Linked DNA regions of Zea mays: region 1 is linked to region 2. A link is a contact called in public Hi-C data. All regions are on one chromosome and are shown on one strand. The core of a region is the stretch at or near the end of the contact, and the rest is flanking DNA. Distances in the headings are between cores, read along the strand shown. Region 1 has its middle 73 kb from the start of LOC100192934. Region 2 holds the start of LOC100280217.

The links. Hi-C and Micro-C count contacts between places; a contact is called where the count stands out from the background.
Region 1: a Hi-C map of tassel shows a contact between it and region 2, with 2.5 times the contacts expected there. The contact joins the enhancer-like site here to the promoter of LOC100280217 in region 2. A contact is called at or near these places in 2 of 25 Hi-C or Micro-C datasets (ear and tassel).

Annotation. Positions count from the first base shown.
Region 1 is chr5:113,552,604-113,555,303 of Zm-B73-REFERENCE-NAM-5.0, forward strand. No RefSeq gene overlaps it. Among protein-coding and RNA genes, the nearest start is that of LOC100192934, 73 kb to the right of the region's middle. Within about 2 kb of position 1,253, at least 19 of the 20 cell types and tissues checked have an H3K27ac peak or open chromatin away from gene starts, as enhancers often do. A contact at or near this core is called in ear and tassel, where this site is marked.
Region 2 is chr5:112,890,726-112,893,425 of Zm-B73-REFERENCE-NAM-5.0, forward strand. LOC100280217 reads right to left here and starts at 1,284. Exons shown (of 11, transcript NM_001153148.1): 1 at 935-1,284; 2 at 739-810; 3 at 577-657; 4 at 294-464; 5 at 125-196; 6 at 1-12. The coding sequence starts at 1,267.

The DNA of each region.
Region 1 (2,700 bases), core at 3-2,502, 660 kb after region 2:
CTTTCCTAATTACTTAGCCAAGGGCGTCCCATTTCACCCTTGTGGTAGCACTGTTTACTCAAGTTAAGCTCCATGTTCCAATTAACACAATGATCTTGTCATGAATAATAATTAAAACAACAGTATAACCGGAACATGATCATAATGTAATATTAATCCCAAAACCAGATAGAGCAATAGCAAAACTACCCAAAAGTTCAGTGGTAAACAAGGTCTGGGATAAACAATACTAGGGAAACCTATTAGGTCCCATCAAAGCAACCTGAGCATGTCACAGTGATTAATAGGAATATTATTAGGTAAAGAAAAGTGATCAAGGGCACAACATGCCTAAGACCCGAGATTCCCCGGTACCAACTTGGTCTTCAAGATTCTCGTGACCTCACCACTAGTCGTAGCAATACAAACACCCATGGTATAGGCAAAATTAACATTACACCAAACATAAGAACAAACTGCATAATAGTGATCTACGCCACGTAACGAGATCGCAGGTTCGAGAACCACTAAATTCGGAGTTACCGTTATAAAGATATAGTCTTCGGAAGATCTATGTGATTTAAATATGACAAACTAGATTATATGTTGATTGATATAAATCATGTGATAAGAATGCAAAGTACGATTTCCACTTTAATCTATGGTATAACATGTTTAGATTTTTTATCAAATTATAATTATGGATAGGTAAACTTCGATTAGAGGAGTTAATCTAGTAAACATAGGCCAGACAAGTATCTAATAATAAAAGTATGTGATATAGTGTCATATTGAATAGGTGATATTATTATGAATCTAACGCAATTCAAGCAGATCAAATCGGAATTAAAACGACCAGGTTATGGATTAAAGAAATTTTGAGATAGATTTTTATACTAGTAATTCGAATTTCAGATTTATTTCATATGAATTATTCTCCCTGGATGGCGGTCATAAATACCAAAGAGCCTAGGGTCAGTCACACAAAAGTTTAGAGCTAATCTATAACGTTCTTTTAATATAATTGGACGACGGGTTTATATTAACAAAACCGAGGGGCTCTTATGTCAAAGTGCACAACGAAAGGGTATTGGATGATTCTGACCGCCCGATCTGAAACCTGGGATCTAGATTAGATCACCCCCAGCCGAACCGGTGCGTGATCCAAATCGTCCGATCGACAATCGGCGACGCGGATTTAGAATACCCCACTTTGCCCAGAGTCATCGGATCGAGATCCGAGGGCGCAGATGCAACGGCCAAAGGGGTATGCATGGGGCCACACCAGAGCCACCCGTTAGGAGATCAGCGGCTGCCCGAGCTCCTGTTGGCTACCCAACGCAGAACACGGTGGTTGTGCGCCGCCGCATCTGATAATTTTGGCGAGTACACCAGTCAGGTGCCCTAATGCCCTACGCGCCTACCTAATTGTGTTTACACGACGAGAGGGCGATGGGAAATCGATGGAGATGGCCCATACTGCGGGAGGGGTGTGAAGGTTCGTGTTCCTGGTGAAGGGTGGCGCTGCAGTGGAGAACTCGTGTCGGCGTGAAATTCACCGCGCTCTGGTCAGCACTGCCACATTCGGCTTCACCCAATAGGTTCCCCGGCTCCCGTGGTCAACCCTCGGCACGCACCAGAGGCCAAACGCCGACGAATCGAAGTTTCCCCAGCGGAGGACCTCTCCCGCACACGGCAGCGGTGGTGGCTTGATTCCTTAGGACGAGAGCCAGGTGCCCACATATTTGTACCCGAGGCTAGGCCTGAGGACGAGGTCCGAGGCTGGAGTCTGGTATCCCAACCACATCGCGACGAGTCCCAACAGGTTCCCGGAATCGTGTGCGGGTCTGTTGCGGTAATCTGCTTCACGAACGTGATGATCGGGCGGCCCCCACTCGTCATTGGTCCAAGCAGGTGCCCGCGCTCAGCGATGGAGACCGAGGAGTGGGCCTCGGTGGTTATTGGTTGGGGCGTTGGTTTCTGGGCTGGGGTGGTGCGGCTATCTGGGCCGAGGTATGAGGAAACCGGCACAGGTGGTCTTTTCCTTTTCTTTTTTCATTCTCTTTTCTTTTTCTTCTTTTATCCTTTCTTTTTCAAATTCAAAACTTATATTCAAATTTAAATTCATGTTTGAACTTCAGCTTCAAATATCAAACACAAATCTAATAGGAATAATGTTTCTACTGCTTGTCATAATATTATTATCCATTATTCTTATTATTATTATTCAATTCTTTTAACTCTTTTGCTCCCATATTTTTAGGGTTCAAATTTGAATTTGAAGCTAGATTTGATTTTTAAATATAAGTTCGAGTTCTATGCACAAACAACGAAATCCCAGCATGATGCATAATTTTATATGTTTATTTGGTATTTATTTAAAAGAAATATGTCTCATTAATAAGTCACATAAACGAAATGGCTCCTTTATTATTTCTCAAATGGCTAGAGTCATGGATACTGTTGGGGGCCTTCTTCCGAAGGTCCTCAAAAATGTTACTAGCCATATGTTTTTAGTATGACATGGATTATTACAGGGGGCTTCGGCTTCGAGATGAAGGTCTTCTCTCATGACAGGGTGAAGATGTAGCCCGAAGGTGATATCAATGGACGATGAAGCTATAGCCAAAGAGCTTCGACTTGATGTGATAACGAAGACCAAGTATGATGATGACCGAAAAGGGACAAAGACTATTCAGTGCTTAATGATTCGTGTTATGA
Region 2 (2,700 bases), core at 34-2,533:
GGCAACCCATTCCTACTCAAAACGGAACAAAAGAATCGATCGTCACTTTCAGATCACCAGTGGAAACAACAAAGAATAACAAACTTGATGGATTCCAGGATATTGCTATTCCGGAAGCAACAACCTTATTTTGAAGCGATTCTTTCATTCTCCTCAGAGCTTCTGTCTCTCCGCCATGGAATGGTGGAATCTCCTCCTGCGAATGGCCATCCAGCAGTTCAGAGAGACCGATCCAGACATCCAGTAGTAACTGACATACTAGTTCTTTAGACCAATTGTGACTTCACCCTTACCTGGCTGATATCGCCGTACCCAAGCTCCTCCACCGTAGGCACCGGCAACAGCTCGTATTCCCCTGTGTCTCCTAGCGGTGGGAGCTCGGAGTATTCCTCCATGGCGGGAGCTGGCGGCTCCCCAGCAATGGAGACAAAGGATTGATATGTCAAAGGCGGCCGACCACCGTTCTGCACATTGGCAAAACCAGAATCAGTTAACCACATTTTTTGGTTGTGACCATTGAGTCGTCAATTAACAGGTACTGAATACTTGTATAATAAGCATTCGAGTTTCGAACACCTTCTTTATAATTTCTTCTGGGTCGAAGAGGGTGTGGCTGACGGGCGTGAGCACCTCGATGCCGGACGCCAATGCAAAATCCTAAAAGTACCAAATACTTCATCAGGAAACATCACCCAAAACAGATACCGGCGAGTGAAGAAAAGTGATCAGCAGCCTCACCGTGACCTTCTTATCGCGGGCCAGCGCGTACGGCTCGGTATCGGACTCGAAGCACAGCTTGCCAATGTTCCACTGAACTAAAATGAACTCAGGATTTCGTCATTGTGTAGCCAACGGTTGGAAGGGCAAAGAAAAAAGAAGAAGATACTAGTAGTAGGCTTTACGTCCAGGGCGCCAGAAATGGCCGGATGCTTACGTCCTTTAGGGCCGCGCAGACAGCGTCGGCGACGTCGTCGCGGGCGCGCAGGAGGAGGAGGCGGGACCCTAGGCGGCGGAGACGAGCGTCGAGGTCGCTGAGGCTCTCGAGGAGGAAGCGGATGCGGGCGACCCCGGCGCGCGCGGAACCTGGGGACGCCGCGACGGCATCCGGGCGAAGGTAGCGCGGATCGAGCACGAACACCGGGTACAGCCGCGCGGATGCAGCGCCGGCCCCGTGTCGGCGGGCCGCGTCCAGCGCCGGGTTGTCGTGCACGCGCAGGCCCTTCCGGAACCACATCATCGCCGCCGTGGCGGCGGTTGCGGCCTCCATCGCGGGCGGGGTTACAGAGTGCGGAAGATTGGGGGATTTTGCCAGCGGTGGAGTTGGGAGTATGGAGACTGGGAGAGATGGTGCGGGCCATTGATGGGGAATTGGACGGCGCAGGTTTGAACAAGGGAGCAGTAACCGTAGCGAGTGGCGCGGGAAGTGGCCACGTCAGTTACCTTTTGGCCGTTCTTGCCCGGATACACAGGATCCTATGCGGATTGTCAAATGCGGACGAGCAGCTGCGGAGGGGAGATGACGCAGATTCGCTGATTCGGTACGCGCGCTCGCCATATCATGATTTTGTCGCAGGTACTCTGCAGATCCGCGTGCCACCGTCCACCGATGGTTCGCTATTGCTGGAAATGTGAGATGAGTAGCTGTGTTAAAAGTTGTTTCCAACCTATTTTGTATTAAATATCTCTTTCTCTCCCCTACTCCCCTACCATCTGCCCCTTTCTCGTGGATCAGATGTGCTAAAGTTTAGTACTTTATTCAAATAACCCTCAAATGTTAAAGTTAAATAAAAGTTTAGTATATGCTAAATTTTAATATGTGCTAAACTTTAGCACTAGATAAATAAGTAGACCCATAGTAGGAGGGTGCTGAACAATTTTTTTGATTTTAAGACAATCCTAACATTTTAGACAGGCCATCAGTTATGGTTTTGGTTTTGTATTCGTCTTTATATTGTGTTGGGACTAGTTAGATGACCATATGTTGCTACGAATTCTTACATCTCTAAAGTAGACCTTGTTTAAATGAAATAGATATGTGCCGATCACATGTTTTCGATGCTATATGACATCAAAAACAAGACAACACAAGTTAAAAGATTGCAACATTCTCCCTTTAATTACCCCTTCTCCGAATGTTAATTTAAGGGAGAAGATATAAGATATGAATGAATACATAGCAATAAGCATAAGAAAGAAGTAGCAAGGAGTAAAACACGTTACTTGTCTCCATGCCTTAGAACTCATTGAAAGCTCTCTTGTAGGTTTTGATGGTTTGGATGACAACCTAATTAAAGGACTAATATGTGTGTTAAGTGTTGCACAGGTGCTTAATGCAAAGCTCACAGGGTTTAACACAAGTGAACAAGTGTGATGGTCCAAAGACTGGAATGTCTATGGATAATGGACGTCACAAGTAAGATGGACATTGCTTAAGTGAGAGTCGGTGTGCGTAACTCAGAGACAACTGATCAAGCTAAGAATGGACACAAGAAGAGCTTCGAGGTGCCGAGTGCATGGAGAGAAGGTCAAAGAGGCCGAGGAACCTAAAGCCATGGGTGTAAAAGAAGACTTGCAAAGTCAAGGTTGATCGAGTTGAGAAGAGATATGGTGCATCGAGGATCACGACTTAAGAACTTGACTTATAACCAATGAGATAACACTATGGTTATGTGGTGTAAGTTACAAGGCTCAAGATGAAGC